Linked DNA regions of Mus musculus: all the other regions are linked to region 4. The links are chromatin contacts, called in public promoter capture Hi-C maps. All regions are on one chromosome and are shown on one strand. Each heading gives the region's core, a stretch centred on a gene start, on an enhancer-like site or on the middle of the called end of the contact. The rest is flanking DNA. Distances are from core to core; before and after follow the strand shown. Region 1 holds the start of D030028A08Rik (RIKEN cDNA D030028A08 gene). Region 2 holds the start of Luc7l3 (LUC7-like 3 (S. cerevisiae)). Region 3 holds the start of Osbpl7 (oxysterol binding protein-like 7). Region 4 holds the start of Spop (speckle-type BTB/POZ protein).

The links. Promoter capture Hi-C pulls out the DNA fragments that hold promoters and counts their contacts.
Region 1: a promoter capture Hi-C map of liver shows a contact between it and region 4, with 3 times the contacts expected there. The contact joins the promoter of D030028A08Rik here to the promoter of Spop in region 4. A contact is called at or near these places in 2 of 39 promoter capture datasets (hippocampal neurons and liver) and 1 of 484 Hi-C or Micro-C datasets (B cells).
Region 2: a contact with region 4 is called in a promoter capture Hi-C map of liver, with 4 times the contacts expected there. The contact joins the promoter of Luc7l3 here to the promoter of Spop in region 4. A contact is called at or near these places in 2 of 39 promoter capture datasets (liver and pre-B cells) and 1 of 115 datasets of contacts at active chromatin or transcription factors (pancreatic cancer cells).
Region 3: a contact with region 4 is called in a promoter capture Hi-C map of liver, with 3 times the contacts expected there. The contact joins the promoter of Osbpl7 here to the promoter of Spop in region 4. A contact is called at or near these places in 2 of 39 promoter capture datasets (hippocampal neurons and liver).

The regions. Positions count from the first base shown.
Region 1 is chr11:96,941,633-96,947,341 of GRCm38.p6, reverse strand. It overlaps D030028A08Rik (RIKEN cDNA D030028A08 gene), which reads right to left and starts at 3,196. Exons shown (of 6, transcript NR_003293.3): 1 at 3,128-3,196; 2 at 2,249-2,497. It overlaps Pnpo (pyridoxine 5'-phosphate oxidase), which reads left to right and starts at 3,323. Exons shown (of 7, transcript NM_134021.2): 1 at 3,323-3,611; 2 at 4,808-4,932. The coding sequence starts at 3,474.
Region 2 is chr11:94,320,084-94,326,001 of GRCm38.p6, reverse strand. It overlaps Luc7l3 (LUC7-like 3 (S. cerevisiae)), which reads left to right and starts at 4,039. Exons shown (of 10, transcript NM_001361574.1): 1 at 4,039-4,312. The coding sequence starts at 4,214.
Region 3 is chr11:97,047,009-97,052,380 of GRCm38.p6, reverse strand. It overlaps Osbpl7 (oxysterol binding protein-like 7), which reads right to left and starts at 1,561. Exons shown (of 23, transcript NM_001310509.2): 1 at 1,428-1,561; 2 at 5-156. The coding sequence starts at 79. Mrpl10 (mitochondrial ribosomal protein L10) reads right to left here. Exons shown (of 5, transcript NM_026154.3): 3 at 5,187-5,351; 4 at 4,824-4,968; 5 at 3,168-4,302. The coding sequence ends at 4,046.
Region 4 is chr11:95,412,766-95,418,635 of GRCm38.p6, reverse strand. It overlaps Spop (speckle-type BTB/POZ protein), which reads right to left and starts at 4,553. Exons shown (of 10, transcript NM_001359107.1): 1 at 4,232-4,553.

The sequences.
Region 1 (5,709 bases), core at 1,947-4,446, 1.5 Mb before region 4:
GATAGATAGATAGATGTGTGTGCCCGGCATGGTGGTGCATGACTGTAATCTCAGTACTAAGGAGGCAGAGGCAGGGGGATGTCTGTGAGTTTATGGTCAACTTGGTCTACACAGCAAGTTCCAGAAAAGGCAGAGCTACATGGAAATAAATGGTCCTGTATAAAAAAATAAATAAATAAATAAATAAAAAGAAAAAGAAAAAAGAAACAAAAAAAGAAAGGAAAAAAAGAAAGAAAACTTTAGAAACAAACAGTTAAGACAAAAGACATAGCCCCTGAACCCTGAACTTCTCTGTTTCATCCCGAGAAAGCGAGAAAGCGAGAAAGCGGTGTAGCTCTGTGAAATGCCATTGTGCAAGACACTGCTTACTGAGTTGGGCCTGTCTCCAGAAAAGAACACTACTACAAAGTCGGAGGATGGCGAACGAAGCCCCAGGAAGAAAATGCAGAGCCAGTTCGGAAAAACAACAAAAGGAAGCGAAGTGTCTCCAGGGCTCGGTCCTTATGCATGGAAGGCTCGCTTTGTGGTTTAGCCACCAAATCCCACTTAGCAGAAAAGCAAAACACAAGCCTACTTGTTAACTTCCAGACAAAAGGAAAATACAGAGAAGGAGTCAACAGCAAACTTCCCTAGACTGTTGCCTGGGAAGAGAGCGGCAGTTGGACTCCGGCTCTTTTTCCTTCCCCATCTGGTTTGGCTTAGTTTCTATGGAGCTGCGGCTGGAGTCCAGTGCCTGGTGCACGGGATGCCAGCGCTCTGCCACTGGGCCACCCCCCCCACCCCACCCCCAGCCCTTAATAAAGCCTTTCTTTGGAGATAAATTCTTGCTCAGCTGCCCAGGCTGGCCTCAAACTCATAATCCTCCTGCCTCAGCCTCTTAGGTAGCTGACTAGCAGACACATTCCACCACACCTGCCACTCCCCCCCCCCCCCAAGGTCTTAAACAAACAGAAACACCCACCAGGAATGTAGATTTGTAGCTACACAATGTCACAATATAAAGAATTGGAAACACTGTGTCTAAAAGATGGGCCCTCACTACCTTCAGGGGTGGGGCAGGTGCATCAGGTTGCTGTTTGAGCATCTCATCGATTTCTAGCTACTTGGCTTCAGCAGCATCTCACCGCTCCAAGGGCCCAGATGCATCAGCTGTTACTGGCCACCTTCCCTCTTCCTAAACACCTGTTCCACTGCCCATCTGGCAAATACCCTTTAAGACAATCTTCAAGGGCTGGAGAGATGGCTCAGGGGTTAAGAGCACTGCCTGCTCTTCCAGAGGTCCTGAGTTCAATTCCCAGCAACCACATGGTGGCTCACAACCGTTTGTAACAGGGATCCAATACCCTCTTCTGCTGTGTCTGAAGACAGCGACAGTGTACTCATTTATATAAGATAAAAAAATGTTTAAGACCGACCATCTCCAGTCGGCTCCCACAAGGAAGCCTTTCTGCACTGATTGGCCCCCTTCGGTTCAGTTTTCCTTTGCCTAACAGGACCATGCTAACCACCTGCGACTCTCTCTGGCTCACAGACCTGCCAGTGTGGCCAGGAATCATGCTATGGCCTTCACTTTGGTACTGTAAGACCTGGCTCAATGCCTAGCCTAAAGGCAGTCTCTGGTAAATGTTTATTGAATGGATAGGCTATATAAATACACATCTCATGGTTGTTGTGTGGTTTTGTTTTTTGGTTTTGGAGGTTTTTTTGTTTTGTTTTGTTTTGGTTGGTTGGTTGGTTTTTCGTTTTTTTGTTTGTTTGTTTGTTTTTCCTTTTTAAGGCTGTGCAGCTGGTATTAATCCCATGATCCTTTCCCTCTGCCTCCCAAGGGCTGGAGTCCCAGCTGTGTGGCGCCACACCCAGCTCATGATCCTGTCTTGGAAGTCTCAGTACCTAGGAAGCTCTTGCTCCAAAGAAAGAGCAGCCCCGGGAATAGAAAAAGAGAGTGGACCTTATAAGGGATGCTGATGACTAACTACTACAGTCCACTGCAAGAGCCAGACGACTCTCCCCATCCTGCTCATGGGAGAAAACGACAATGCACCAAAAATTCTAGGCTAGCCTCACGTTTACTATGTAGCCAAGGCTGGCCTTAGTCTAAGTGCTGAGACAACCGGCAGGCATGCACCACTTTTCTCAGCAAGCTTCCTTCCTCTTGCTTCTGTGCAGCAGATTGCGCTGGCTCAAGCTGTAGACAGAGGATAATGAGTTCCCACTGCAGACACCAAGGCAGGCCAAGAAGGTCTCTTACCTGGCACAGTGCTGGGTGCCTGTCTACATGGCTCTTGGGGCTCCCACTCCGGATACTGGTAGACACCAGGGCTACAGAGTCATCTTCCACCACGGGCTGCCCCAGGCAGATCAAAGCTGGAAGAAGCGTTGTGAGGATTTCCTACTTCTCTCTCAGCCAGACATCCACCACGTGAAGTCAGCGTGCAGGCGCCGCACCTGTTCCCTGTATCCTTGGCTGGCTATTGCCAAAAACTATGCCTCCCACTACCTAGAAAGGAACAACAAAGAAATAAAAACAGCAACAACAACAAGAAGAAATATGAAAAGGAGGAAATAACCAAGTTGAAAGAGGTTTAGGAAAGGGACAGCCCTTCCATCTGTTAGAGCAGTGGCTAGTAGTAACTCCACTGCATTGGGTATAGGATGCCCTGAGCCCAGCCCAACCCTTAGGAAAGGGTTACAAGTTAGAAGGGAAGACCATTCTGCTCTGGGGTAGCCTGATTCCAATTTCTGTCTTCTTTCTATTCAGCTGACTCCCTTCTCGCCTCAGAGTCTCCTTCCTGACCCCAGAGTGCTTCCCCAGTCCCCAGAGTATCAGCCCACCACCACGACCCTCAGCACCTGCCCTGCGGTTTACAAGGCAGTTTCAGTCTCTCCTTACTCTCAAGCCACAATCTTCTCCCTCAGTCTCTCCCTGTGTCCCTAACACCTTTGCTTCCGAGTCCGGCCCCCAAACCATGTTTTCTTGCCCAGTCTTCCAACCTCCGCTGCGCCAGGAGGGGATCCCTGCCCTACGTTCTTCTTCAGTAGCCCGCCACTGGCCGGCCACTTACTGCGGACCTCTCCTCTCCAGCCCCGAGACTTCGCCCCGCCCTCGCCTTGGCTGCTGTCCCTATACCTTTAACAAACCTCCACGTGCTTCTTAAACGGCGGTGACAGCATTTCCTTGTCTCTCTGCTCCCGCCCCTGGAGGCGCTGCCCATTGGCTGCTGGGTTCCTTCATTCCCGCTCTAATTGGTCTCGCTCCAGGTAACTCAAACCAATAAGCTCTCCAGGTATGGATCCCTGCTCTGGTCCTGGACAGCTATTGGTTGATCCTAGGCACCTTGGTTCCGAGAACTTAGGACTTACTAGCTTGTCTGGGGCTCTAGTAAATTCTTCCTTCCCAGGCTAGACACACAGGCTGAGCAATTGGTTCCGAACCCAGGGCCAGGCGACGCTGGGTCACGTGGCCGACTGCTTACATGACGTGCGGGCTGCTGAGCGTCACTGTGACGTTCAGGAGACCTGCGAAGTGGACGGGCTACCTCCGTCACCTGTGCTGTCGGGGTGCAGTCATGGACCTGGGACCAATGCGCAAGAGTTACCGCGGGGATCGAGAGGTGCTGCCGCTGCCGCCGGGACACGGAAAGGGGGTGTCCCTAAATTAGCAAAGGGTTGGAGGAGCGCCTTGTGCTTTCAGGGGCCACTTACAAGGCAACGGGATTTAGGGGTCACCCTGATGGGAGAAGAGGGTTTCAGAGACAGCTACTGGGGAGGGCCTCAGGGGAACCGTGGATTAACGTGTACTCATAGACCCCTTGACATCAGAACCCACCTGTGTTGGAACCCAGCCCTTTTCTGACTGTCTCGCTGTGGACAATTTATGCTCTTTGGGCCTCAGTTTATCCACCTGTAAAGTGGTGATACCTACTTCACAAGGATGCTGTGGGTTTGGGGGTTTTCTCATTTTTTACATTTTTATACATTTAGAGTGTACATGTGTTTATACATGTATGACAGGCGACAACTTTCAGGAGTTTTTTGGTTTTTGTTTTTGTTTTTTTTTTTTTCCCACCATGTCGTAGGTCACCAGGAATGAACTCAGGTTGTCAGGTTTCGTGGTAGATGTCTTTACCAGTCTATATTTAGGCATTTGTAAAATGCTTAAAACAGTCATAAACGTGATATAAATTTATAAAGGAGCGGAAGCTGGGCTTGTAGCTGAGTGTTGTGGAGTCTTGCCTGGTGTGTATGAGGGTTCTGGGTTCCACCTTTGGCACCAAATGAACTAGGCACAGTGGATCCAGAGTTCAGGGTCCGGCTACACAGTGAGTTCAAGGCTAACCTGGAAGCTCTTCGTTTTAACCTCCCTCATCATGATCTTCTCCCCACTCAGGTCAGGGACCAAGAGATCAGTTCTGGGATTGGGATCCAGAGCTACAGTGGCCAAGTGTGCTTATCCGTGAACATCTGCAGGAGTGCTTGACTGAGATGTAGGCTCTTGTGAAACCTTAGAACTACTTCATGAAAAAGAATGAGGTGACCCACAGGAACTTCAGCACACTCCAGCCCTGGTTCATCCCTTCCTCCTTAGGAGACTCAGGGACTTACTGGGCCGTTTTATGCCTGTTTCACCATCTGTAAATGGACATAGAACCTACTTCCTGAGTAGTGTTTTGTTTGGTTGGTGTTTTTTTCTTTCTCTCATGGTCATCATTATGATGGCTAAATGCATTTACATTTGAAAAACATCTCAGCCCATTGCCAGGCACAGAGTAAACATTGTTCATTCGCTGACATCAACCTCTCTTTCTAGGCATTCGAGGAGACTCATCTGACCTCTCTGGATCCCATGAAGCAGTTTGCTTCCTGGTTTGACGAGGCTGTTCAGTGTCCGGACATAGGAGAAGCCAATGCTATGTGTGTGGCTACCTGCACCAGGTACACACAGCCTGGGGCCTCTGTGTGGGTGGGTCCAGATGGAGATTAGGAAGTGCTCTCAACATTATTATATCTTTAGTTCCGCTATTAAAGCCAGCCTTCTCTGAGCCCCAGTAAACCAGTCCTTAACTGGTAAACCAAAGCCAGATCACTGAATACTCTCTAGTGATAAAATGCAGTTCCTTATACATCTCCATCCCTAATGTATCCCCTCACGGCCCTTGGCCTCCCTCAGGCTCCTATCTGCTCACCCCTCATGGCCCTTGGCCTCCCTCAGGCTCCTATCTGCTCAAGCCCTGACTTTTGGAGCTATATCTGCTGGGACTGGCCCTGAGGCCCTATTCTCTCTCTCTCTCTCTCTCTCTCTCTCTCTCTCTCTCTCTCTCTCTCTCTCTCTTTTAAGGATTTATTTATTTATTATATGTAAGTACACTGTAGCTGTCTTCAGACACCCCAGAAGAGGGCATCAGATCTCATTACAGATGGTTGTGAGCCACCATGTGGTTGCTGGGATTTGAACTCACAACCTTCAGAAGAGCAGTTGGCACTCTTAACCGCTGAGCCATCTCTCCAGCCCCCTTATTCCCTCTCTTGAAACCCAGCATGGGAATTACCAAGCAGTCATACCCTGTGAGAAATCTCTAAGGTCAGCCTCCTTATTCAGCTCCTCTTGTCCCTTCTCACTAAAGCACCAGGCATCAAGATGGGGCTTTGACACCCTCAGTGTTACTCAGAGCTCTGAGCAGAGGGCCGTCCACCATTGCTTCTCTGCGTGAT
Region 2 (5,918 bases), core at 2,790-5,289, 1.1 Mb after region 4:
GGTTCCTGCCCTGCCTGACAGCCTGCCTTGGCTTCCCTTGATAATAGACTACAAGTTGGGAAAAAAAAAATGGCCGGGCGTGGTGGCACATGCCTTTAATCCCAGCACTTGGAGGCAGAGGCAGGCGATTTCTGAGTTCGAGGCCAGCCTGGTCTACAAAGTGAGTTCCAGGGTAGCCAGGGCTACACAGAGAAACCCTGTCTTGAAAAACCAAAAAAAAAAAAAAAAAAAGAACTAAGAAGTGGATGGTGATGGCACATACCTTTAATTCCCCAAACTTGGGAGGCAGAGGCAGGCGGATTTCTGAGTTTGAGGCCAGCGTGGTCTACAGAGTGAGTTCCAGGACAGCCAGGGTGATACAGAGAAACCCTGTCTTGAAAAACAAAACAAAACAAAACAAAACAAAACAAAATTGGTGACCTAAGACAGGATCCAAGCTTAGGTCCTCAAGCGCTCTTAGCAAGTACCTTTCTGTCTGAGCTATCTCTTTAGCCCTGAATTCACTTTTTAATCTCTTGACTTGAAACTGTTGACAGACCTATATGTTTGTTTTGTTTGTATGTATCTCTTTCAGTGCTGAGGATTCAACCTATAGCTTCCCACATGCCAGGGTAGCTCTCTGCTTGGAGTTCTACTTCTCACCCAAGAAGCTGTTTTTCTTTTTCTTTTTTTTTTTTCAAGATTTATTTATTTATTATATGTAAGTACACTGTAGCTGTCCTCAGACACTCCAGAAGAGGGAGTCAGATCTTGTTACAGATGATTGCGAACCACCATGTGGTTGCTGGGATTTGAACTCCGGACCTTTGGAAGAGCAGTCGGGTGTTCTTAGCCACTGAGCCATCTCTCCAGCCCAGAAGCTGTTTTTCTATTTTGGCTTTGTACTATGTTTCTGTTTGGTTTTGACTTTCACATAAGTAGAGTGTCCCAGTAAAGAGGGTAGGCATGAGTACTAAATTCAGAAAGGAGATCTGAGGTGGAGGTTGGAATCTAGCACTCAGCAGCCGAAGGGGCTAGCTGAAATTTTGCAAACGGAAGAGATAATCCCAAGGGAGTTCGTGAGTACCCAGAGAAGATGGCCAGATAGAACACTGAAAAACTCTCAAGAGTTCTAATGAGGGAAAGGAGAGAAAGTTTCAAAAGAGCTTGAGGATGAGTAACTGAGAGTGGGTGGGAGGAAGAGCAATGGAGTGGGCAGGGATAGTGATGAGTGACACACAGGCTCAAGAGCCACAGAACGGATAACCTTAAGATCCTTTGTGACCTTGGAAAGTTATGGGAGAGTTGAGGAGGTGGCTTTGATTTTTCTCATTCTGTCAAGGCTGGCCTTTAACTGTGTAGCCAAGGACAATCCTCCTGCCTCGGCTTCCCAAGTGTTGTATTTTAGCCTTTTGGATTTGCTTCCAACTAATTTTCCAACCAACCCATTCTTTTTTTTTTTTTTTAAAGATTTATTATTTCATGTATGTGAGTACACTGTAGCTGTCTTCAGACACATCAGAAAAGGGCATCAGATCTCATTACAGATGGTTCTGAGCCACCATGTGGTTGCTGGGAATTGAACTCAGGATCTCTGGAAGAGCAGACAGTGCTCTTAACCACTGAGCCATCTCTCCAGCCCCCAACCAACCCATTCTAGTTCAACTTCATGAGACTCAAAGAATACTTTTAAAAGTTCCTCTTCTAGCAGACTAACAGTTTTCTTCATTGTTATCTATTTCATGTTTTGGAAACTTTTTTGCGTTTCTTAACTGTAAACTCTTCAGATTTCTGTTTGAGGGATATATGCTAACACACTGGGAGGCTGGGGTGGGAAGACTGTCGGTCTTGAGTTCGAGGCCTCCATTTTCCACCTTACCTGGTTGGAGCTTTGCCACACTCCTCAGTCAGTGCCACAGGGAGCTGACTCCTCCACTCTGACAATAAAAAGGTTCTTTCCCTCTTGCTAATAAAGGAATTAAGAACCTGTTGGGTCTCCTCTATCAATGTGCAGAGTATATCAATTAATTTAATCTGCACACTAACACTGATGTGGGCATATAACAGAAGTTTTGTTGAGGTTTCTCTGTGTAACCCAGCTATCCTGGACATTTGACTGCCTCTACCTCCTGAGGATTATATGAGCCACCAACTTTGGGCCTCCAATTTTTAATTTTAACTTTTTAAATATAATTTACTTTATGTGCATTGGTGTTTTGCCTGCTTGTCTGTCTGTCTGGGGGCAGGGGGTGTCTGACCCTGGAGTTAGGCAGCTGTGAGTTGCCATGTGGGTGTTAGGAATTGAACCTGGGTCCTCTGCAAGAGCAGCCAATGCCAACAACTGCTGTGGCATCTCTCCAGCCCTTAATTTTTTAAAAATTACATTCTATTTTATGTGCCAGTGTCTGTGTGTGTGGATCAGCCCGTGGAGGTCAGAGGACAGTTTTCGGGAGTTGGTTCTCTCCTTTCTCTGTGAGTCCGGGGGATGAAACTCTTGTCACATTCATCCAGCTTGTCCACAGATGTCTCTCAGCTTAGTCATCTCACTAGCCCCTGGGTTTTATTTTTTTTAAAAATTGTTTTAGACAGGAACTCACACAGCAACCCATGCTGGTCTGGAACAATAATCCTTCTGGCCAAGCCTCCCAAACAAGGGGATTATAGGCCCGGTCTGCTATTCCTAGCTGAATATGAATCTTGTTTTTGAGACAATGTCTCACTATGTAGCCCTGGCTGGCCTCGATCAACTTGCCTCTGGATTGCTAGGGATTAAAAGTTTGCAAGGCCGAATTAATACTTTTAAAGAAATTCCAGGGAGTTCACCACTCAGCATGAAGAACAGAGTTTAACCTCCAGCACATACATGTAAAACAGTGGTTTATAGCTGCAGTACTAAGGAAGCAGAAATAAAAGGATTCGTAGGGCTTTCAGGCTGACAGAGAGCTCACGTCCCAGTGAGACATTCTTTTTGAAAAAGGGTTTCTCTGTATAACAGCCATGGCTTTATACAGAAACTTGTTTTGTAGACCAGGCTGGCCTCAAACTTAGATATTCACCTGCCTTTGCCTCCCAAGTGTTAGCACTTAAGAGGCAGAAGCAGGTGAACCTCTTTAATTCATAAAATCCACCTGACTCTGCCTTCCCAGTGCCTTCCTAGATAAAAGGTATACGGTGACAGCAAGCCCAGCTAAGTTTTCCTAATCTTTTGAAAGTTTAGATTGAGGAGCAATGGTGGCACGTCCTAGCACTCATAAGGCTGAGACACGGGAATCTCTGTGAGTTCGAGGCCAGCCTGGTGAGTTCCAGAACAGCTAAAGTTACAGAGAAACCCTATCCCGAAAAACAAAACCAAAAACCAAACAAAGGTGGATAGTTCCTGAGTAATGGACTCCAGAGGGTAACCTCTGGTCTCCTCTATGATTCCCTGAACACACAGTAACACATTTGATACAAAGTGAAGGAAGATAAATTCCTGGATTGGAGGTATTACAACATAATTCCTCCACCGCATATAGTCTATTCCTTGATTTTCCTCCCTAAAAATCGAGGAAGTCCGGACAAAACCGGGTAGAAGAGTTGAGGATTTAACTCGCTGGTAGAGCGTTAAGCGTTAAGGTTCCCGGTTCAATCCCCAGCATCGAACTGGGTGGGTGTGGGAAGGGTGGAGGGTGCAGACATAAATAAGGACAGGTAGAGGAGGAAGAAACTACAGCGACAGGAAAATGGAGTCTGAGCACGATCGCAGCTCGCTCTTCTTGTTTCCCTCCCTGGAAGATGGTCCCCCGCACACCACGTGGACAAAGGGACATTTTCTCCGTTTCAGGGCAGTGGCAAAGGACCCAGAGCTAGATTGCTCTTTCTCCAAGTAAAAAAGAGGCCGACACCGGCAGCCGTTAGAGCGTCCACCGCTCCGTTGGGTGGAAGGCACGGCGGGGGCGGAGTCAGTGCCTGGCGGGGCTTTGCCCCGGGCCCGGGCCGGAGGTCCCGCCCCCTCGCCGGAGAAGCCGCGCTGCCCGCCCTCGCAGCCCGGGCCTAGGCGTGTCTCCACGGGCGCACGGCATGCTGGGAAGGTGCCCGGGCGGCGGCCATTTTGTCTTCTCGGCTCCTCTCTGGAAGAGGCTTTTCGAGCTTGAGAGTGGGCCGAGGGGGCTTGGTTCGGCGGCCGGGCGGCTGGTGGGGTTTTTTATCGGGTGGGTGCTAGGGCTGGCGTGAGCAGCCGCCCGGAGGAAGCACCATGATTTCTGCCGCGCAGTTGCTGGATGAGTTAATGGGCCGGGACCGAAACCTCGCCCCGGATGAGAAGCGCAGCAACGTGCGCTGGGACCACGAGAGCGTAAGTCCCGTGGGCCTCGGGCCTGTGCCCCGGGGACTGGGGGAGGGGGAGCTGAAGGGACCCGAGGGCGGGCCGAGGCTGGCCCGAGCGGGGTGCGGCGCGATTTGGGGGGACCTGGCCGCGCCGACTGAAGCACCTGACGGCGGAGGGAGGCGGGCGTGCGGCCCAGGACGGAGGGAGGATTCCGCGCCAATCCGGGGGATAGCGGCGTTTGTTGTTGTGTGGAGGAAGTCCGGGATGGCGCTTGGCTGGGCAGAAGAAGAAGCACCTTGGTGAGGCCGAGAAACGCGGGAAAAGGAAGAAGGAAGGGCTCGCTTGATTCCACCAGAGCTCCGGGGTTTTACCGTATGAATAAGAAAGCAGGCTTCCGTTATTTGGGTGCAGTCTGTCTGTCTGTCTGTCTGTCTATCTATCTATCTATCTATCTATCTAGAGTGTGTGAGTGTGTGTGTGTGTGTGTGTGTGTGTGTGTGTGTGAGAGAGTCGGGAGTCATATAGATAGATAGCCTGACTCCCGACCAGTATTCGTGGGGAAGGACATCGTAGCAGTGCATTGCTTAGGAGTGCTGCCATTTGGACACTTCTGTGAGAAGGTAGACAGTTGAAAGACGGAACGAGGTACAGTTTTATCATGAACAGTTTTTTGCTAATGCGGTTTGATGGCCGTTTGACGCGTGCTTGATGGCCGTAGTAGACCCTCAGCTAGGCAGTTGTGAAGGTTTTTGTTTTCACATAAACTCATTCGGTCCTTTTACTCTCTTAGAAAGGTTAACTATAACTCCTGGGTCGCAGGTGAGGCTAAAGCCTCTCTCTCTCTCTCTCTCTCTCTCTCTCTCTCTCTCTCTCTCTCGGTCTCTTGGTGATCGGGAAAGCTAAATCTAATTTTTGTAGCACTGTTGAGGTTGCACTGTTCTTCGTGCATATACTGTACTGTATTTCAAGTACTTTTTATCTAGTTTTGTACGTGGAGCACACTGTCTTAGATCTGAACTGGAGAGTGGGTACACTTGATTTTACCTTGCAGTTATAATCAAACAGCAGTTTTAAATCACTTGATAAAATATGAGAAAATGGCTCAACAAAAGCTTTGTTTTGTTTCTGTTTTTGAGGCAGTGTTTTACTCTGTAAGCAGGTGGTTCTCGAACTTGAAATCCTCACTCCGCTTCCAGAGTGCTGGGATTACATCGTTGCCACGATTGGCTAACAGGCTTTTTAGGAAAGTAAATTATGTATTTTTTTAAATCTATTTATTTATTATATGTAAGCACACTGTAGCTGTCTTTAGACACACCAGAAAAGGGCATCAGATCTCATTACAGATGGTTGTGAACCACCATGTGGTTGCTGGGATTTGAACTCAGGACCACCAGAAGAGCAGTCAGACCTCTTCCCCACAGAGCCATCTCACCAGCTCAGTATGCGTTGTTTTTAAACACATGGTTTGAGTGAAGTAACAATTTCTCTTTTGACATATAGAAAAAAAGTAAAGTGGGGTACCTAATTTCTGTATGTTTAAAAAAAAGTGTTCAGAGCTAATAGCAGGAGCCTTCAGTCCTAACACTTGAGGCAGATGCAGGCGGGATTCCTGTAAATTCCAGGCTAGCCT
Region 3 (5,372 bases), core at 312-2,811, 1.6 Mb before region 4:
AGACCTGCTGGGTACTGCTGGGCTTTGAAGACTGAGTACTCTCAGCCAAAGAGGGCGTGTCTCTTTCCTGGAAGTCCATGAGGAAGAAGTTGCTCCCCGATGAGGACGGCAGGGCCGGGTGGGTTGGGGAGAATGTCACCTTGTCCTGGGGGAACCCTTGAAGCAAGAGAGAGACCCACGAGTACTACCATACTGCCATGTGTCCCACCGTCCCACCGCTGGTCCCTCCCACACCGAGACACACATCCTCCACTCACATGACATCCCCACACCCCCAGTTCCCTGACCACCCCTGGGCCTGGGCAGCTACGCCCAACCCAACCCCCACTGTGGCCACTGCACCCAATGTGTGCCTCTGTCCCGGACATGCACCCAGGAATCCAGGAAACACTCTGTGTTTGTGAGGCTGGGGAATGAAGGAAGAAGAGAGTCCAAGAAAATAGGGGGGAGGGGGGGCTCAGAGACTTGGTGAGCAAGATCTCCTTAGCTCAGCTGCCTCCCCATCCAGTATCTCTGCCTACATCTGTGGCTTTGCCACCCCTCTGGCACAACTGTTCTCAAACTTCTACTAACTGGCCCCCTATAGCTGTCAGTTCTCACTCCCATTTTCTGCATGGGGAAACTGAGGCCTGAGACAGTCCCATCTTCCCATGCCTCCTCTCACCAGACACCCAGACACGCCGAGAATACCCACCTTGGACTCTCTTCCCTGCAAAGCCTTACCAGCCCCTTGCTACCATGTTAGTCCTCTGTGTTCCTGAGAAACCTCCCACCCAGAAGGAGCAGGGCACTGACCGGCTATGACACTGTGGGTGGGAGAAGAGGTGGCCAAGAACATGTCGTGGTCCACCCAGGTCCCGAGGCAGTGCCCACAGGCGTCCTTGGCACCGGCTCTGGCCATCCTGGCTCCGCCAGGAGATCAATAATGCATGAGCGCTGTGTGTGTGTGTGTGTGTGTGTGTGTGTATGAAGGGGAAGGGACTGGAGGAGTGATGTTGCCCTGTGTCTGGGGAAGCAGCTCAGAGCTTCATGCAGCTAGCAAGCACCTGAGGAGTTGAGGCCCAGAAGGGGCAGGGAAGGGACAGTGTGAGTGTGGCCAGGAGGTCACAGCATAAGGGACCAGGCTACAAGAGGCTGGCCCAAGGGGAAACTCCTGCATTCAGCCATTTAAAGTTTCAAAACTCTTCCGGTGCTGGGGTATTTCTATGCCCTTGTCCTGGCCGCTAGAACCCTGGCCATTTGCTGCTGGCCCCCCCGCAGAGGTGGGAAGTATCTACCGGTAGGAAGGAGAGGTGGAGTGAGACAGGTGAGTGCCCCCCTTAACCACCCCCATTCTCAGCGCCTTTACCAGAGGAGTAGACCCACCAGCTCCAGAGGAGAGGAAGCCTTCCCAGGAATGTCAGGCCGTGACAGCAAGGCCCCCTTACCCCAGGATCCATGGACGCCAGAGCCTCTTGATCCGTACGCTGCTGTGCCTGAGACTGTCTCCGAGTCACCGGCTAGCTCTTCACAGAACTGAGCAGTTGCAGCAGCTACTGCAGGAACCAGGAAGGAAGGAGACGTCGGAGCCTCCCCTCCAGCCGGATCTCCCCACCTGCCCCTCCTCCGTTGCCTCCTCCCGCCAAGCTCCGGGCTGCCGCTCAGCTCTGCCCCCCTGCTCTCGGGAGGACTAAGGACGGAGTGGTACCAAATGACTTGGAAATGAGGGGCACAATCCCCACTGGGCATAGTTCCACATGCTTCAGAGGACTGAACAACTGCTGGCTTCAAGCCATCGAAGGTAAAGGATTTTATTCAGACTAACATGGCCTTGACCCCAGTGAACACTCAAGGCCATTTCCTTATTCACCCTGCCTCTCAATTACACCTGAAATAGATGGCATATTTTGGACCAGCAAAGATATCAGGTTGACTGGGAAGGGACAGAGACACCGTCCCACCCCACCCCCACATACTCTGGGACATGACAATCTGTGCCAGGAGCACAGTCAGCAGGCAAGAGGGACAGCTGAAGCCCCACCGAGGCTCCTCATTGAGAGCAATGCCCTACCAGGTCAGTCCGTGGCAATCAGGAAGTATGGGTGCAGCAAGTCTCTAGGAGCAGAGATGCAGAGAGGTGGGAGCAGCTATGCAGTCATGGGCTGGCAGTTATAAAACAAAGACTAGCTGGGGCCCCTCCCCTGACCCTCAAACACCTTTACCCCACTGTGTTCAGTTGCTGAAATAATCAAGAATTACATTATGAGAAAGACCTACAATTCCCAAATGGATGAGCACGGACTAACAGGTTTGGTGCCTGAGAAATGGTAGCACCAGCAGGCTCTGGTATGATGGAAGGCTCTTGTGTGGCTGCAGAGATGATGTGGGCCAATCGTCTGCTCCACCTTTCTAGACATCAAAGTCTTACACACCACAGCAGTACCTGCTGTCTGGGCTCCCTTCAAAACCTCAGCATGGATTTAGCCTCCCAAGAGGGAGGGGTGCAGTGGGCAGCACCAGGCAGGCCTCTGGAGGCAAAGTGGCACCAGGAGGAGCTACTCTGACATCCAGAGCCTCAAGGGCCTTTTAAATGATTGAGTATCCCTGGGCATCTGCAGAGGTGGGGACTGTGGGAAGCTGGTCCTGGCCCAGGCCAGAGGATAGCTGCTGCAGATCTTCCAACTGTCCAGGACTAAAGACGCTGCGGCACTGCTCCAAGTCTGGGAAGGAATGCTAAGGAGTCACTCCACATTCACCCTGATCCACTCAGGATCAAGAACAGTGGCAGGCCACAGGCGGGAGGTGCCACTTCCCAAGACTCAGGGAGGGCCTCCTGCCATAGCCCCCAGGGCTCCTATTACATGAGAACTCTAGTTCCCCCAGCCTTCGTAAGGAAAAGCACGTGAGATGTAGTATTTGGAAGGACAGGCAACTAGGGAAGATGGCTTTTAAGGAAGAAAAGTGAGAATTTGGAGAGGACTTGAAATAACCCAGACAATAACTTTGTAAGATCAGGAGTTCAGGGCTGGAGACTTGGCTGTAAGCACTTGCTCTTCCGAGGACTCAGGTTCAATCTCCTACTCACATGGTGGTTCACCACCACCAGGAACTCTAGCTCCAGATCAATGCTCTCTTCTGACCTCTGTGTGCACAGGCTCATACAAAGGGTACAGATATAAACATAGGCAGGCTTTTAAAAATATTATTTATTTTATTTATGAGTACACTGTAGCTGTCTTCAGACACACCAGAAGAGGTCACCAGTTCATTACAGATGCTTGGGAGTCACCATGTGGTTGCTGGGAATTGAACTCAGGACCTCTGGAAGAGCAGTCAGTGCTGTTAACTGCTGAGCCATCTCTACAGCCCCGTAAGCACAGTTTTACACATAAAATAATTCTTAAAAAATAAAAAAGGCAATAAAATTTATTTTATTTTTATCACGAAGCAGTTTCCCTATTCTTTCCACAGCCCAGCACACCCGAAGGGTGGAACGCCAACGTCAGCCCACCAGGACCCACTCGTGTTCTACTTTGAGAATTTGAGGCTTCAGAGAACCGAATTCAAGACCTTATCCAGAACTCAGGCTTCTCTGCTGTTTCCTGAATGGTGAGGACTAAAGGAGCTGGCATCTGTGTCTGTAGAGTGCTTGGCACAAGACCCAGGAGGTGCCATTCACAAGTCTTCCTAGCCGGTCCACCATGGCACGAGCACTGAGAATGTGGACTGGGAAAACAGCATGGGGTAGTGGGTGAGGAGGCTGGGCAAGAGTCTCTGTTCTCCCTGCCTTGTGCAGGGAGAACTCAAGGAGACTGCTCCTATCGGGTCCCTAGTTGGAACAACTAAAGACAGTGATCAGTGAAACCAAGGACAATGGGCAGCCTCAGTCTGGAATGGAATTTCTCTGTATCATCAAGAGGCCTGTCCCCAAGGAGGTCATTGTGAATGAGAGCCAAGTCACACAAGGCCACTCCCCACTCCAAATTCTTTTAGATCTCTGCCAGACAACGAGACAGACAACAGGGACAGAGTGTGTTTATGGGCAGAGCTGGGTAAAACAGGCCGGCTAGGCATCTGGAGCAGGATCGGGAGGATGTAGCTTCTCATTGGCTGACGTGGCACAATCTCCCTCGTTTTGCTCTTTGACATACTGATCCAACAGGGAAGTCAGCTGGACAGGCTGGTGCTGAAGCAGGTAGCGGGTCTGGGCCATGAGGTGAGTAAGCCCTCCTACCAGCTGCCCCTGTAGCTGATCCAGGCTGGGCAGCTTGGCATAGTCTACGAGTCCCTGCCTGCTGAGGATGGTGTCATCAACGCAGCCACCTGCAAGAACATAGGGTCAGCAGGCTCCCTGCAAACGCCAAACCCAAGAATCTGCCTTCTTGCCCACCTTGGTCTTAAATTCAGGGTCACACGTGTGCCTCAGCCCACTGTTGGGGATGCATCACCTCTTTCTTTCCTTGAAAACATAAATAAACATCCGCCAGAGTCTAAAACTCCCTAACATCAGTGCCTCATAAACTTCTCTGAAGACAAGATCTTGGAGTGAAGAAGTGGAGCTGCATCTAGTCTGAATTTTCTGAGGTCACAGGCAGTCTTCTCTATAGAATGAACCCCAGCACACTGGTCACGGCACTTGACCTCAGCCCTATTATCTGAGATACTTCTTCCTCATCATCTTTATTTACCTACTGGGGAGCATGCACATGCCACTTCCAGCACCATGGCACAGGTGTTGAGTGGCAGTCAGTCCCCAACAAACATGCTGACTCAGGCCTTATGCACTGGGCTCTGCACCAGCCATCCTACTTCAGCCCGGTCCTACCCCAGGGCTGCCCACTCACCCAGCAGCGGCAGGAAAGGAACGCTCTTTAAGACCCGCACCATTTCCTTGACCTTGGGCTCCTCACTGACCAGCAGCAGGTTGTGTCCGACAAAAAGGGGTAGCAGGTTTCGGTATTTGGAATTTTCTAGAAAAGGCTTTAGGACCTGGGATCACAGGAAAGAATGATTAATGGGGGACAAGAAGAGAGGAAAGTCACATACCTTAGTCACAGGCTGTACCAAGCAGAGTGCAACCCAGGGGTCTCCTCAGCCCCCACCCACAGTTTAGGCTCTTGGGCTGTCTAGGCTGCCTAGGACAGCGGTTGGAAGTCTCCTATTCAGCAGCCATGAGAGAAGACAGGCCAGAGCCAGGGCCGCCCTACCTGGCTGGGGAAGACTTTTATGAAGATCTTGTGTTTCCGCAGCTGGTGTCTCAGGAGAAGCTTGTCCTCTGCACTCAGGGCCACGTTCTGGCAGACAGCTATCATTCGGTTGTCCCGAAAAACTGCTACTATATCTTGACGCAGGAGCCGGACGAGGCCTGACTCCTGCAGCAAGAAGGAGTGGCT
Region 4 (5,870 bases), core at 3,304-5,803:
AAAAAAAAAAAAGAGCAAATTACTAAAACCAAGAAAATAATCAGGAAATTCTAAGAGGTGATGTACACTAGAACACAGATGGCCTGGCCTGGCTGCTTCAAAACACAAAAGCCACTAATCCTGAGTAGCTTCAAACAGTTCTGAAACCAGAGATGTGTTTGAAGGGGAAAAAGACAAACAATGGTAGGTACAGGGGTACTCACCTTTGATCCCAGAACTTGAGGGGCAGAGGCAGGTGGCTGTCTATGAATTTGAGGCCAGCTTGGTCTACAAAGTAAACTTTAGGCCAGCCAGGGCTACACCTTGTCTCAAAATATAAAATAAAATTTAAAATTACTCAAATTGCCTTGTCACAAACACTGTAAGAACAACTGAGTAAAACAATGTATTTCATCTAAAGGTTGGAATATATCTGAAATATAGAAAAGTTTGAACATTATACATCCTAACATGTATAGCACGTATACTTTTTATAATACAGCAAGTGTGAACAATTAAAGTGGTAGACAGAAGGATAATAACTGTACATTTCTACTTTTCTGTATGTTTGAACGTTCAATAGTTGAAGAAAAACAAACACACACCTCAGCACACACTTCCTCCAGAAAGCCCTCCCAAACTAACTCTCTTTCAGTCCTTTGTCACTCCTCTCAGGTCTTCTCAGAGTAGAAGACGGGCATAGTATTATTTACTTTTATTTTATGACTTCTATTTCACATAGTCAGTACATCTGGTAAGATCACAATCTCCTTCAGGTACAGACATCTCTTCGTTCATTCATTCATTCTTTCTTTTGGGGGAGACTGGCTCTGGGAGGGGTGCGGGGTCTCACTATAAAGTTCTGGCTGGCCTTAAACCCACATCCATCTGCCTGCCTCTGCCTCTTGAGTACTGGGATTAAAGGTGTGCTCCACCATACCCAGCCTTTTCTCTTTCTTTACAGCTCATAATAAGGCATTCTGCAGTCAGAAGACTGCTAAGGCCAACATTCTGGTGGAGAAAAGAGACACTTATCTTAGCCACTGAGTTACCTTTTCAACTCAACAAAAAGCAGCTCACTTGCCTTTGCTCAAAGCTACCAAAATGATATCGCAAAAAACGTTACATAAGCTTTTGGAGTTCCACACAAAGAAACTAGAACTGAAAGTGAAGAGGAGAACCCTAGGATCCAGGTCTCATAGGCCTTCCTAGAACTGCCCTGAGTCTGCTGTAACACAGCGTATGTCTTTGTTCCTACGGCATCACTCTTTCATGAAAGAGTACCTCTAAGACTCCTGACTTACAAAACGGTGACAGTCTGTCCACAACTCCTTGGTGTAAGGAAATTTATGAAACTATATAATGAACTTAAAATTTCAGAGAAAACACTATAAGATTTTTAAATTATGAAAGTGTAGAGTAGGAAACACACAGACGAGCTGTTGGCAATAATATAAATTCATACACCTCTGTAGAAAACAACTCAACAATACTGCCAACATTCAAAATGCATACACCCATTGATCTGGTACATTCGCCAAAAAAATCTAATCCAATAGACACCAGAACACATAAAAAAATGAACTGTGGCTTTGAAACCCTAATGCTTACTAAATTTGTTGAACAACGGCATATCATATACAGTACAACCCTTGTCACTTAAGAGATACTACACATACTATATGAAATGATCACCAAGGTAAATTGAAAAAATAAAAATATACAAAGTGTCTAATCATTTGTGGAAAACAGAAACCAAAGGATCTGTCTGCGTCTGTGCTGTGCTGTGTGGACTGACGCTGGGAGGAGGAGCTGCTGCCTTTGAGAAGGTAAACTTGACAGACAGGAGAACCATGGAAGGGTTTGCATTCTCACTGTGGAGCTTTTGGTTTTTTTTTGTTTTTTTTTTTTGGTTTTTTGATTTTTTTTTGGTTTTTTTTTTTAAACATTTGTATTTCCTTTTATTTCTAAACAAATTTCTGTACCAATCTGAATGAATGAACAACTTATCTTAATCCTAAAAGCATCCCAAGCTTTTGCACCGTGGAAAAACTTAAATAAGGCTTTCAGTGAATTCAGAGATAAAGCATTTCCAGATAAGAACAAAGCATCCAAATGAAGAAAGCTTACAGAGAAGACAGACAGGGATTACCTCATTAGCTTCCCTTCTAGATTTTACAACAGCCTGATCCAGGCAAGGACGTACACCTCATAAAGTTCTTCCCACTACCATACTAGCCTCTGCAATAACTTTTTTAAGAGGTGTAGTCACCAAAATACCAAAAGGATGCCAAGTGCCCTGATCCTAAATGTGGAGTTGACACAGTAACTTATACTACTGGGGATGTTGAGGGCTGAGGGTAGGGGTGGGAGACTGAGGATCCAGCTCTTTCCCAGCACAGGATGATGTATGTGCCCCTGCCCCCAACCCCTGTGCTGCTCTGTGTCATCCTCTGGATCCAAGTGCAACATGGCAACTGGAAACAGCACAATAGACAGACAACTGAACCACATAAAGCCCAGTTAAATGAGGAAGTGAGAAGTGTTCATACACTTTCAAGACCAAGAACATGAGGTTCTAGGGATAAAATGCCAACCAAAATTATGTCTTGTGAGAATACCAAAGAAAGAACACAAAGGAAAAGGAATTTCAAAACAAGGCTGATTCATGTCCCACTCCCAAGAGTATGAGACATTAGGTTAGCCAGACAACTGAAAAACAAAAGATGCCCCTCCCTTTTCCATTCTCTCCACCCAACAACAAGTTAGCTATTCATTTCAATACAATTCAGCAAACTTTTTGCTAGTAGAAAGTGTTTATCTTTGGGACCAAATGTATACCTGGCACTAGGGAGGCAGAGGTAAGCAGATCTCTGTGAATACAGTCTTGAGACCAGCATGGTCTTCATAGGGAATTCCATGCCAGTCATGGCTACATAACAACTTGACTATATCAAAAACAAATAAAACATCTTTTTCCCTACATGGTAGAGCTAAGACAAAGTTTCTAAGAGGGATGGCACAGCACCAAACTAAAGAACCAACTGCAGTCTGTCAGCTAAAACTCTGGGACCTAAGTCACTGGAATATTTTTGTAAAGTTCCTCATTTTAATTTTTTGGAACTTGCCAATATGAAAGAATTAGTGCTCAAATTATTTGAAACTAATACTTCTGGACAAGTTGTTCAATTGTTTCTGATTACCCCTGTTTCCATATTGTCACAGAATGTACAACTAAACTGTACAACTAAATGTATAACTAAACTGAAACGCTATGGAAGAACTTACACACACACACACAATGAACCAAAAAGGTCCCACTAAGTAAAAGGGCTGAAATGAAGCTACTGATTGACAGCTTGATTTCTGTTTTGTTGTTACCTCAAGTCTGTGTGTGGCACTTATCCCTTCCTTAGCTACTCTGTAAAGGCAACTCAGAATTTTACTAAAGAGAAATTCCCACCTTAGTTTCTTTTTTAATGGACCTTTTAACAAATCCTTTTTAACAAGACTATCAAAATCCCCTGCCAGAATAACGAGTTGGACTTACTCCTAAACTTAGGGGAAGTTTGTAGTAAGGTTTCAGCATGACGACGGGAGTGGTGGAAAGGGAAGTAATACTAGAAGTAGAAGTAGCAGTTAAGTTTCAAAAAGAAGGGTCAGCGTGGGACACGTTGGCTCTAGGAGGCGTTGGTAGCCTGGGAGTCTCTAGGGCAACACCAGATGCAAATAGTGCTTTGTCCTTAAATCCCTCGCATAATTTAAATTCTCCCTCTCGGATCGGAGCGACAAGCTCACTATTGGGTGGCAAGTCTAGCGAAGAAGGCGGGCTCGTGGTCAAGGGGCTCTTTATCCCGCAGGTCCCTGCAAAACAGCAATGCGCATGCGTCCTGAAGCAGCGACCAGGCACCCGGAGCTCCTTCACATTCGAGCATGCGCAGTTCCCCATCTCGCCGCAGGCGACAGCTCACTATTTGGCAAGGGGGATGGGGTTGGGGATATGATGGTGAGGGAGGCAGGAGGCAGGGGGCGCGTTTGTGTTTCCAGAATGCTTGAGGTAGGAAGAACGGACGGCTGACTAGGCTCTGGCTTCCTCGGGCCAGGAAACCAACATAGGAAATGGGGCAGAGAATAGTACATTAGGAAAAGTGTGTGTTGTGGGGGAGGGTTTAGTCACTTCTCAAGGAAAAACCCCGCACCCCAACAGGCCAACCCCTTCTTCGACTCTTGACACACACATACACACACTCACCTGAGAACGGCGGCGACAGCTGCTGGTCCCTGTCCCCCTGCGCTCGCCTCATACTGCCCGCAACATCCGGGACCTGCGGGACCGCCGATACACAAATACACTCTTGGAGCGCGCACACACATACAAACACATACACACACATACACACACACACATACACACATACACACACACACACCACACACACACACACACCACACACACACACACCACACACACACACACACACACACATACACACACACACACACACACATACACACCGACACACACCGGCCTGGGCGTCCTGTCGTCAGCACGTCGACGCAGCGAGCGCGTACCCGCCGGGCCCCACCCCGCGCGGCCTCCTCCCCCCAGCTTCCCGCCCCGCCCCACCCCGCCTCGCCCCGCCCCGTCCTGCCCCGCCCCACCCCGTCCCGCTCAAGACTCTCCAGCTCCTCCTCTTTTAAGACTCCGCCTACCTTCCCTAGTGCGCAAGCGTCGCGAGGTGGTGCCAGGGCCCGGGAATTTGGGCGGAAGGCGGAGCCAGAGTGGAAAGAGGCGGGAACTCGGAGGGGGTCGCGTGCAGCGCGCAGAAGTTCGCGCTGAGGTGCGAGGCCAGAATGGAGGAAGGAAGCTGAGATCCAGGGACCGGGTGGGTGGAGCAGCAACAGGCATTTCGCAACTGAAACCTAGTTGTGCAGTTTGTGGATTACCGATGACTTAGCTCTTACTTTCTTTTTTAGGCAACTCTCAGCTAAAATACTTTTTAAAGAACTTTTAACATGTGTTTTAGTTTGTTTTATTTTTTGAAATAGGGTCTTGCTCTATAGGATTGGTTGACCTAGCACTCTCTTTGTTGACAGGCTGGCCTTAAATTCATAGAGATCCATGTCCAATAAGCCTAGCCTGCAAATGCTAACATTTATAAGGTACTTTGCTAGAGTACTGTGAGGCACACCTTTAACCCCAGAACTCGGGAGGCAGAGGCAGGAGAAGCTCTGTGAATTTAAGGCCAGCTTGGTCTACTTACTGAGTTCACAGTCAGCTAGAATTACAAGGTGATACCGCGTCTTGAAAACTAAATAAATTAGCATTTGACAACAATAACCAAAGAGCTGTTCTTTCTGGGAAAGGCAGAAGGGGTGTGTGTGTGTGTGTGTGTGTGTGTGAGAGAGAGAGAGAGAGAGAGAGAGAGAGAGAGAGAGAGAGAGAGAGACCCAATGGAGAGGAAGCTGATTCTGTGACAATTCCTTGGCTAAGCCATCCGGGTCCCCAGTCTGTCTCATGTCTTAGCTCCCATGGACCAAAAGTGATTCTGGAGTTGGGTAGAATTGTCTCAGAGCATCTTGGCCCTGGAAGAAAACAGTCATCTTTGTGTTACATTCTTCGATTACCTTAAACTTAAAAGAAAATATTTTATTACTGAATCAAGCTCTCAAAAGCAAAAGCAGACTGCCTCTTGCATACACATATCAAGCACACACCTAGCTCTGAGAGATCAACCCAGTGACCCTGTGGGTCATGAGGTAACAGGGTTGCAGCCTAATTGAGAGCTGCTTCCTGGCACCCTACTGCTTTCCAGGCCTTGGGACAGTCTCCAGGAGACTCTGCTCCTATCTCTTGCCACATGCTCCTTGGCACCCAGTGGCTGGTGAGC